Linked DNA regions of Mus musculus: region 1 is linked to region 2. Evidence: chromatin contacts called from public Hi-C data. All regions are on one chromosome and are shown on one strand. The core of a region is the stretch at or near the end of the contact, and the rest is flanking DNA. Distances in the headings are between cores, read along the strand shown. Region 1 holds the start of Ugt3a1 (UDP glycosyltransferases 3 family, polypeptide A1). Region 2 overlaps Skp2 (S-phase kinase-associated protein 2).

What was found. Hi-C and Micro-C count contacts between places; a contact is called where the count stands out from the background.
Region 1: a contact with region 2 is called in a Hi-C map of liver, with 2.8 times the contacts expected there. The contact joins the promoter of Ugt3a1 here to the enhancer-like site in region 2. A contact is called at or near these places in 5 of 39 promoter capture datasets (the HPC-7 cell line, HPC-7-derived erythroid cells, liver and 1 more), 3 of 484 Hi-C or Micro-C datasets (the G1E-ER4 cell line, liver and myocytes) and 3 of 9 other capture datasets (adipose tissue, liver and pancreatic islet).

The regions. Positions count from the first base shown.
Region 1 is chr15:9,278,190-9,283,500 of GRCm38.p6, forward strand. It overlaps Ugt3a1 (UDP glycosyltransferases 3 family, polypeptide A1), which reads left to right and starts at 1,640. Exons shown (of 7, transcript NM_207216.2): 1 at 1,640-1,858. The coding sequence starts at 1,765.
Region 2 is chr15:9,112,728-9,118,600 of GRCm38.p6, forward strand. Skp2 (S-phase kinase-associated protein 2) reads right to left here. Exons shown (of 10, transcript NM_013787.3): 8 at 4,364-4,415; 9 at 4,134-4,241; 10 at 1-1,140. The coding sequence ends at 927. Among named protein-coding and RNA genes, the nearest start is that of Skp2, 25 kb to the right of the region's middle. Within about 2 kb of position 1,549, at least 4 of the 459 cell types and tissues checked have an H3K27ac peak or open chromatin away from gene starts, as enhancers often do. A contact at or near this core is called in liver, where this site is marked.

The DNA of each region.
Region 1 (5,311 bases), core at 390-2,889, 170 kb after region 2:
GATAGGGTCTTTTATGAAACCTATCACTTGGCAATTAAGCTAGACAGGGAGGTGTGAGTAAGGCCACAAGATCCAGATCCACCCATTATGACCTTCCAGTGCTGGGATTATAACTGCCTGTTTTTGTTGTTGTTGTTTTGTTTTATTTTATTTTTATTTTTATTTTTTTTAAATGTTAAATCTAGGCATCTGTACTAAAGTCCACAAATTCTTCATGCAATGAACAATTTCATCAGTCCTGAGATCTGATGTTTGAAACTAGGAGAAGATAGGTGTCTGATCTCCAGAAAAGGGAGAGGGAAAGAGGGAGAGGGAGGGGGAGGGGGAGGGGGAGGGAGAGGGAGAGGGAAAGAGGGAGGGGGAGGGAGAGGGAAAGAGGGAGGGGGAGGGAGAGGGAAAGAGGGAGGGGGAGGGGAAGGGAGAGGGAGAGAGAGAGAGAGAGAGAGAGAGAGAGAGAGAGAGAGAGAGAGAGAGAGAGAGAGAACTTTTGCTTCCAGAACCTCAGTGGACATGATGGTGCTCAGACACTTTGGGTGAGGGTGGAATTTCCTTACTCTCTTCACTGATACCAAAACTACTTCCATCTGGAAGGAGCCTCACACCTGGCCAAAAGTGATGCCTTCCTTACCAGCTGTCTGAGTATCCCTTAGTCTACTGTAGCTGACAATAAGTTAACCATTACCCTAATACATTTGAGAAATATGAGAACAAAAGTTTGACTGAGTTTTTGGGGGAAGAACACTGCAGTCCTCTTTCTCACACTATTTCTTCTTCTTTTTGTCTCTTCAGTTTTATGACTGTGAATTATACCAGAGTATCATGCTTAAACTCAGGCATAGACAAAGTCTTAGAGACACAAGACACACTGCTACAGAGTAGAGCAGAATTCAAGGCTGTATTCTGCATGCTTGGTAAATACAGAGGCAGATTCTTTTCCTGCTTTGGAGCTGGAAACTGCACTGGGAAACTTGGCTAAAGCAGTTTGGTTTTACACTGGAGTGTGAAGATGACTGCTCGGGGCAGTGTGCTCCTTCCTCCCGTGCTGATCTACAAGTAAACGGATCTGGACTCTGTCCTGAACTTGTTCTTGGAAGGATTGTGGAATAGTTCTGTTCTGTTTCATGAAGTTCATTCAGAATTGGAGGTTTAACAATTTTTTCTTCTGCCTTTTGGGTACATAGGCCACTAGCACATTTTCATGCATCTGTGAATAGTAAGACATGTCAAGCAATAATCTTGAGTGTTTTCCTTGAAGATTAGTTCATGATTGGCACCACTGGAGATTTAAAAACTTGTACCCAGGGTAATGAGCTCCAGACATGGCATTAGGATACAGATAGAGGAGTGATGGAGGAAGTAGCATCTTGTAAGCTTGTGACTAGGCTTGTAAAATGTCCATGGTATATGCCACTTTAGGATGCGGTCATTGACAGGGTTTGCCAAGGTCCCTACATTCCCACTTTAGAGTTTTTTGAGGCTAACAAGGAAAATATTGTGATTTTAGGACAAGTTAAAAATTAACTCTTCACCTGTTTTTTCTTTCAACACTAGTTAAGGAGGGTGAAACAGTATCCACTGGAAAGAGATTAGCAGAGACAAGGCCAAGGGCAAAAGGGCATTTGGAAAAAGAATATAAACTATTTTCTCCCTTTACCCCATTTCACGGCAACAGACAGTGCTTTGTGACAGAGCCTTACAGGATCCCTTAGTGGAGCACAGCTTTCTAGGTGTGCAACCTGTGCCAGGGCTTCACATGTTCTATAGATGGCTGCACATCGGAGTTGGCTTCTTGTGAGCTTCTTTCTCCTTGAGGTTCTTCTCTTGGAGGCTGCAAAAATCCTGACTATATCTACACTGAGTAAGTTCTTGCTGGGAATATAGAGTCTTCTTAAACTGTGATACCTGGGTTAACATGTTTCACAAAAATCACACATAATTGACCTTACATGAGATTTTTCTATCTAGGTGTAGACCACACCTGTGGGAGGGGCTATGGACTGTGTGTGCAAAGTTGTGCTCAGAGAGGACTCTACCCAAGGGAGAGAACAGCAGTAGATGGTGATATAATGTGATGTGGAAACAGCAGGAGGAATGCAGAGGGGGGTTTGTAAGAAAGGCTTCTCTACTGGGGTTTTAGTTGTGAGTGGGTGGGAGGCAGATCATGCAGTGTTCAGCCTATTTATCCCACAAAGGGAGCAGTGAACATTTCTTGATTTTTCTGGGGAAGCTAACATTCATAAACATTTTTGGTTTTGAAAGATGTTCTTCTATATAAGTACCCAGGCCTCAAAGTTTGCATGTCACCAGGACATCATCTTATTTCCAGGACCTGATATGTTACTCTTAACATCACAAATGTCCTGGTTCCATGGTTTGGTTTGGGGCTCATGATAACAGCAACTTCATGTACATGGATCACTGATAAAAGACTGAGCCAGATCTGGGTGTGGTGGCGAATGCCTCTAATCTCAGCACTCAGGAGGCAGAGGCAGGCAGATTTCTGAGTTCAAGGCTAGCCTGGTCTACAAAGTGAGTTCCAGGACAGCCAGGGCTATACAGAGAAACCCTGTCTCAAAAAAACGAAAACAAAACAAACAAACAAACAAACAAACACCAAAAACAACAACAACAAAAAGACTGGGTCAGGTAGGAGAAATACATATTAGTGCCAACAGGTAATAGGTCACAAGAAGCCTGTATATAGGCTTTGTGAAAACAATTTTCTTTTCAAATAGTCAATTTGTTTGGATTTATAGTTGAATAGGATGTAACCCAAGAATTAGGGCAAGAAAGGACACAGATATAATAGCGTGGCAGAGGTGAAGAAAGTTTTATCCCATTGTGCTAGGAAAGAATTCTAGCAGAATTAACCTTCAAACTTCTGCAAAGGATCGTAAACACTTAACTTCTAACCTGTGATCAGAACTCACTTATAATAGAAATTACCCAAAAGCCAAATTATCTGTCGTTTTATGGCAAAGCTATTGACATTTTGGGTTTAACAATGAATGGTAAGTTAGCCTCCACTTGCCCCTCTTCACTATTTCTAGCTACCTCAGTTAGATTTACTTCAGATTACTTTATGGAAAACAGAAGTTTTATTTTAAGTGCCGCAGAAGTAGTCATTATAAGGACTGGGGTCAAAGATTTTCCTGAGTCTTAAGCCCTAGCATTTTAAAACATTCTCAGTGGTAGGGGGCAGAATATTCAGAGACTTATCCTACATTTCTAAGGGTGATTATTAGGAATATTTTCTACCAAGTTACAACTGAGAGGATGAGTAGGCATCCTTAGGAGGGTTCTATGGGCCTAGGTGTGCTTTACCCACATTCTCAACAATTTTGAAGATGAATATGTGTTATAATTTTGTATTTTATGGCACATGTGTTACTTACTTTTTGCTTGTCTAGGATAATAGAATGCAAAAGTTAAAAGTGTACCTGTATAAAGGGATGTTTGTTCTCAGCTGCTCTCAAATGACAGGGCGCCACCCTCAGAGCACTTATAAGGATGGAGCCAGCAGACCTCAGCAGTGGAGAGGAACACAGACTACAGCCATGGACTTGAGCCTTCTTTGTTCCTGTTAGAGGCATACAAGGGTCACATGGGCTGCCTCTTGCAGGAATACAACTCACCTTTCCAATGTTGCATAAAGATTCTTTAGTTTTAGAGTACGGGCTTGCATACTAGTGTTAAAAATTCTGATGCTACATTCCATCTGCTTTTAAAAATACTTTTTTTTTTTTGATCATAACATAATTACACCATTTCCCTTTTCCCTTCCTCTCTCCAAACACTTGCAAACATCTCCTTGTTCTCTTTCAATACTAGGGCCACTTTTTTTCTAATTGTTGCCACATGCACACAAGTGCACATATATAAACATATATTACTAAATATAACCTGCTCAGGTTGTATAACGTTTTTAGGGATAACCATTTTGTATTGGATCAACAGTTGGTATGCTCATCCCTAGGGAAGACTATTTCTCCTACTCTAGGCATCTCTTTGTTAACTTTGGTTTTATTTTCTTGTGTGTGTGTGTGTGTGTGTGTGTGTGTGCATGCGTACATGTACAGAAGAAGTAATGATTGTATGGACCCCAGATCTTGATACATTAGGGTGATTTTTTTCTGTCCCACTGGCTTAGCTTGTGCAGTTTGAAGTTCTCTGTATTTCTCTGGAAGAAACCTTGCTCATGAGCATCCATTATAATGGTCCCCTCACTGGGCCCTCCTTCTTCTCAGTCTCTTGAGAGCAGGAGCAGAACTCCTTGGGTGTGGTAGCTCCTGTATGTGCTGTGTTCAGACAACACAAATGGGAATGGAAGGAGTTATCCACTCAGCAGATACGTTCAGTTTCCCTGACTTTTCTGCCCCAACTTAATTATTATGGTTCTTCGAGTTCCCAAACACTCTGACCTCTCAGCTTTTGTTTACAATTTCTTTTTCTTCTTTTCTTTATTTATCTTTCTCTGCTTCAGTTTTGGACTCAAAACAAAGTTCTAAAGAAATTGTGGCTGAGGAGAAGGCATCGGTGTGATGATGCTTGTTCCTTTCCCAAGGATTCTCTTTACTTAGCAACCCAGGGTCGCTGCAGAATCATGTTCTCTCAGTTTCTCATGCCTCTGGTGTTTTTCATGACGATTTCAGGGTGGTTTAAGTCTCATAGTGATCCTAGATAACATTTTTCAAAAGGGCATAAACTCAGGTCCAAGAAGAGAAACTTCTTAAGTGGGGGCTCCATACCCTCTATCCCTATGAAAATTTATTTCCCTAATATTTTATATACTGCATCTCTGTTCTCAGCAATAAGATAAAATTCCAGAGAAAGATATCACCCATCATATTGTAATGTATTTTCCATGATTACAACAATTTTTTGGAGCCCAAAGGACAGCAGTGTGGGAAAGATACAGTGGAAAATATACATGCACCATAGGATGAAGAATGTCTAAATTTTAAAAAGGATTTCATTTATTTTGATTTTACATTCATGAGTGTTTTGGCTCCATGTATGTTAGTGTATTATGCACATGGAAAGCCTGCGAAGGTTAGAAGAAGGGGTTAGTTCTCCTGGAACTAGAGTTTCATATGGTTCTGAGCCATCACGTGACTTCTGAGAACTTAAGCCAAGTCATTTCTGAGAACAGCAAGCACTCTTAACTGCCAAGCCATTTCTTCAGGCATGACCCTCAGATCTTTGGTGAAAGATTGCCATTGGCCAAAGTTCTGAGGGTCATGTCTTGGGTGTTACCTGTTGGGAATGACCCTGCTTGAATGTTAACTGCCTTGTCAGCAATAAGAGCTTA
Region 2 (5,873 bases), core at 299-2,798:
ATAACCGCAGTACTAAAGGAACGATCAGCACACCCGATCAGCTCGGAATTCTATCCGACTTTTCAGAAGGCTGACTAGAATAATATCACATTCCTAAAACAAAGCAAGTAAGTTTAAAAAGCTAAACAACCCACATATATTGTAACATACATTGATTATAAAGTTTAAAAAGCACACAAGTAGATTTTCTCACCTAATTTAAGATTCTGGAAACATGGTAGAATTCCTAAAAACATTAAAGGATACTTCTTCATATTAACCTGCTTTTAGAGAACAGCCTTTGAGGTTTTCAATCCTGCACCAATCCTGTCCTGCTTCCGGCTGTGTCTCTGTGTTTTTGTTTTCTCATTTAGAGTTTTAGGTACATCATGCACTCCTGTGCTGCTGTGAAACTAACCTCATGCCTGCACAGAGTTGAAATGTGTTAATCCCAGAAAAGACCACCTCAAATGCTACCAGCCTCTGCTGCTTTCCGCCCAGCTCACCGTACATATAGCTTATTCTTCAAAGTCAAGTTTTATAAAATACTGAATAATTAAATAGATAGAAAGTTATGACAAACACCATGAAGATTGTTAGCCACGGGTAATTTTTAAAACTTGGGTCTAAATAGACTTAATTAGAAGGGCACTTGGAAGAGTTGGCTCAAATGTCGCTTTTAAAAAAGCATGCTGAAATCATAGGCTCTCCTAAAATCTCCAAAGACCTGCCGCTTAGGCCCTTAGGGCACAGCACTGACAGAATCGGCTCTATAGTTTTGAAAAAGTAACACTTCGTGGCTGTCCCCCTCGCAAATGGTTCCCTAACATACATATAAAGTGAAGGCTAAGGCAAAGCCAATAGGAAGAGTAACCAAGGTCTCCAGCATGCGGACTTGCTGCCTGCTTTCCTCGTTCCAGAGGAAACACCGCCCTGCGGTAAGCACTTCATAGACAACTGGGCTTTTGCAGAGTCAGTCGGCACTTGATACCCCAAATCTCCAGGTTCTTCTTGCTGTCCATAGTTGGCCTTGCAATGGTGGTGAAATAGGCGCAGTTAATCTGCAGCCGAGGAAGAGCTTCCCTCAGTAGCTGAAGGGTTCCCTCTGGCACGATTCCAAAAACTTGTAGCGTTTTTAGTGTAGGAATTTCTCCAAGTTCACTGCAAAGGAAGAGCAAATTCCAGGAGGTATGGCAGTTGTCAGACTAGTTATTACAGCCCATTGTCTATCACTTATATTGGTCTACAAAATGCAGCCTACTGACATCATCTGTAAGAAGTGATTTATGGAAATAATCCAGGGGGAAAAAAAGCGGGGATATAAAGCAGCCTGACCCGCCGTGAGGGTCCAGACCTGACCCGACCTTTGGGTCCAGAACCAAGCCTGTGCGTTTCATTCAGGGCGGCTCCCGTGGAACTATGTAGTTTTAATTTTTTATTTCATTTTTATTTATTTAATTTTTTAAATTGAGCTGGAATTTGCCACCTTTCTTAGTCCACATAGCTCTCTGGAAGGTCTGCTGTGATACGGGAGCTAGCAAGCCAGACATGGTCAACATTTCACTGTGATGTAACACATGGAAGTTAGGTATCTGGCCATGATCTTTCTTTGAACTATGCACTCTCAACAGAGGCCACCCACAGACCTGATGGCGGCTTAACAATGGTTCACCGAGGCCTTGCTTCACCGAAACCCACCAGTGACTTCCTTAAGGTGTTCTCTACATGGGATTACACAGGCTACATATAAAAATCTGGGATACCAACTTACAGCAGACAATGACCTTTTCTTTCCATATTTTTCCCCTATTACTGGTAGACAGGCCTTTTTTGTATACATTTCATGTTACCCGATATACAGTTTTGTTATCGGTGAGATCTGAGGGTCACACAAACGTGACCCTGATTATCTAAAGAAAACACTTTCTGGGTTTTGGTGCCGATTCTTTTTAAACAGGTCTGTATGCCCAGCTTCATCTCCCTGGTCTGTGTTTGTTCTAGGTTGGGACATAGTGCAAAGTCGAAGGACAGGGAATGTTTATTTTGGAAATTCAGCAACCCCCATCCCCACCCCCCCAGGGGATCAGTGAGCACAGCAGTGACCTTTATGTTGTCACAGTCAATATGTAGTCAAATAAAGCCGGTTTGTATTGTCACTTGGCTGCCAATGGCTCAGCCTTCCAGCATATTCTATACAGTGTCCATGCTACTCACCTGTCTGCACTGATGCCCCCTGAATGGCTGAAAGCAGATGGTTTGTTAGATCTGAGGCCCATCTGTGCCGAGGCTCCATGGTCATCCCATTACCCCTCTAGTGTATGAATGGTAGAGGTAAGCACCACACTGTCTACTGCATGTGGTGGGGTACAAGATGCAGAGTAAGTTGGTAAATAGAAGCAGGACGTAGAAATGAAATGTGTTGGCTTATAAGGGGCATCGAGTTCAGGAGGTCACAAGAGATCAAAACAGAAGAGGAACACATTCCATCTTTGAACTTCTGGAATGTAGAAACAAACAAAGAACTGCCATGCACTGTAGACGAGGTTACACCCATCACCACTAAAGAGGAGAGCAGTCCCTAGTACAACTCCTATGTGACATCTGAGAATGGGGACACTTGGGAGAATTCAGGTTCTGGGATATCCAGGCAGCCAAGCTCTTTGTCATCTATGGTGGATAATATTTAAAAGAAGAAGCTCGGTGGGAGTAAGGAAAAGCGAGTGTTGGCAGATGGCAGAGGGAGCTTCGTGCAGCAGCTCTGGGAGGCGCCTCCTGGCCATCCATGCAGGAGGCAGGATGAGACCCCACCACAAAAACCCATCACTGCCTCTTGTGTGCATTGGCTACAATGCCGGAAAACCAGTCAGGGGCGTCTGACTTTTCAGCATGAGAGGAACAGGATACGTTTACAGGATGCTCTTTAATCTGTGTAAAATAGTTAAGATAGCATCTTTTAGGGCTCTTAGTTCAAGTTTAATGAAAAGGCAGTCATCATACAAGAGGCTGAGGCTGGATCATAGGCCAGCTTAGGGAATGAATGGTGAGACTTGATCTCAAAAACAATAAAAAGACACTAAGTCAGGCCTTGCCCCTTCCCATCTCTGAGATAGGACATGAGCTATTTTTCAGTGTGTTTCCGGCTGCTGTGTGGACAGTGTCCTTGAGACACACTGGTATTTCTATTAAGAACTTCTGATGTGTTCCTCACCTCAAAGACACTAGAAGATCCTAGGAGTTGTGGATGCTAGAATTCTGCATTTGGGGATTTGTATCAGAGTTCCATGCATGTGAATTTGAGCTGCAACATTTGCATCCTTTTTAGGTAGTGTTTTTCTAAACAGGACACTAGCTAGCCAACACACATGAGACTAGTTAAAATGATTGGTTTAGTCACATAATTACCAGACTTCCCAATTTTACCGAATTCTTTATAGATCATTTATTACTGAAACTGATCTAATCCATTCATTTGAGAAATAATTTGTTTTTAAATTCACCATTTCTAGGTAGGAAGAATTAAAAACTGGCATTCTGATAGTAGGATAAATAGTACCATACTCTCCTCTAAGCCAGATGACTCTTCTGCAGTATACCCGGGAGAGTGCAAGGTTCTAAGCCCTAGTGGTTTGCAGTGAAACTGCTGTACACTTTTATTTGGTGTAAGGAAGACTTTGGAATGAAGTAAGCAATGCCTGCATGAGATTCTTAACTTTCATGGACCTACATAAGATGCCCTCTTTTCAGATAACATCAGGCTCTCATAGACCAGTTCTTCTCACCTCTTCTTACGATCCGAGATGCCCATCATTAGATTACAGGAATTCCCTGTGAGCTTTAAAAATGAATGGGAGATGTTTCCCACTCACATTGGGCATGCCTTCCGTGCTCTCTGTGGGTGCCCCAGAGGAAAAAGCCTCCTTCACAGACACTAGGATAGCATTCTAAGACAGTAGCTGTTAGTTAGTTAATAAGCTTAGTCGATTCAGGATTACTGGACATTCTGTGAACTATTTCGATATTCTTTCCTGGGCATTTTGTGGCACATCAATATCAATGTTCATGCTTTGAACATGTATTCATCCATCTAAAGATGGATTTTACTACCGAGTTTTGGCCTGTGCTTTTTCACCAGCGTAAATGTAAATCATACTTACAGTAGAGTATCAGGTATTATATCATAGCACCGGCTGAGCGAGAGGTGTTGGAGGTAGTTGAGTTGAAAAAATTCTGGAAAGCAGTCATTCTTTAGCATGATACTGTCACTGCAACCGAAAGGAAGAGTCAAACCATGATGGTCGAGAGTACTGCTGCTTAATCCCTGCTTTAGGTCCTCCCCCAGTTCACAAACAGCCAATGTACTCCAAAGTTTGATCTAAAACAGTACCTTAAGTCGAGGCGGATGAGGTTGGGGCATCGTTTAATTATGGTACAAAGATCTAGAAAAAGGCAAACAGATGTCATGGTCATGGTCACTGTTAAACAAGGCAGGAGGAGGACGTATGGGGCATCTGAGGCAGGCAGATAGAGAAGTTTGACATTACACAGGACTGTCCCAACATAGAAGTTTCCTGCCGAGGGCATCCAGGAGAGCACCTGGGAATCTGCCGTAAATGTTAAAGGAACTGTGGGAACCCCTGGATTACAACTCTTTATGTAGCAAAGTAACTGGCTGGAAAGACCAGGAAATCCCAATTCATAACAGAAAACAGAAAGACAAACCCCAATAGAACCAAATGCCAGTCCATAAAGGCAAACAGCAGCTTACCAGGAGGTCTCTTCAGCTCAGTGAGGGGAATCATGGACACTTATTAAAAAATTGTCCTGCCATAACTGTAAGAATGAGTTTCCAACTCAGATTACAACCCAGTAAATTCCATATATGTTTGGGTTATAAATGCAACTTTCAATGAATTACTTGCGGACTCTCGGGTTAGGTAGAGAGTGTCCACACAAAGAAAAGCCACCTGTAATCCCAGGGCAGAGAGGCAGAGGCTGAAGAACTGCTGCATACGGTGGACCAGTCTAGACTACATAGCCAGTTCTAGGCCAACCAGAGCTAGATAGTCACACTCTGCCTCAAAAATAAAACAAAGCTCTGCCATGCTAATCATATAGAAGTGTCGGAAAAATGGTGTGTTTGACATAAGCTAAATAGATTAATAGTCTTAAGGATAAACAATACGGGCCGGGTGGTGGTGGCACGTGCCTTTAATCCCAGCACTTGGGAGGCAGAGGCAGGCGGATCTCTGAGTTCGAGGCCAGCCTGGTCTACAAAGTGAGTTCCAGGACAGCCAGGGCTAAACAGAGAAAACCTGTCTCGAAAAAAACAAACAAAAAAAAAACATAAAAAGGATAAACAATACATCAAGAGCATAAACATCTGCAGAAGGGTGGAGCAAGAGATACTAGTGAAATAGCTGCCTAGATGCTCTCAGCAGAAGCACTAGCCATCAGGCCTCACAAGTGCGGTGTGGAAGGAGAAACAGACTCCAGCAAGGCCTCTGATCATCATGCATTGGCCATGATACATTCCCTGAGAGCCTCCGCTTTCCAAAACAAGTAAGTGGAAAACAAATGCCAGGAAAGGTTTTGCATGAAAAACAAAACAAAATACACACAAAGTGCACTGTAATCTTCACCAAAACACACAACCTCCTACAAGTAGAGAAAAGGAAAGGGTTGAAGGGACCATGCCAGGCTGTGACCTGCCTGCCACTAGAGCGAGCACTGGGATTATACACTGTGCAGAAATTGTAGGAGGGTGACAGTGACATAAACTGAGGTACTTTTTAAATGGAAAACAAATTTTTAAAATGTAACTGATTTAAAATAGATACCTCCACGTAATGTTTGAGTGATTACTCTCATAGATGTATCTGTGGTCACATTTCCTC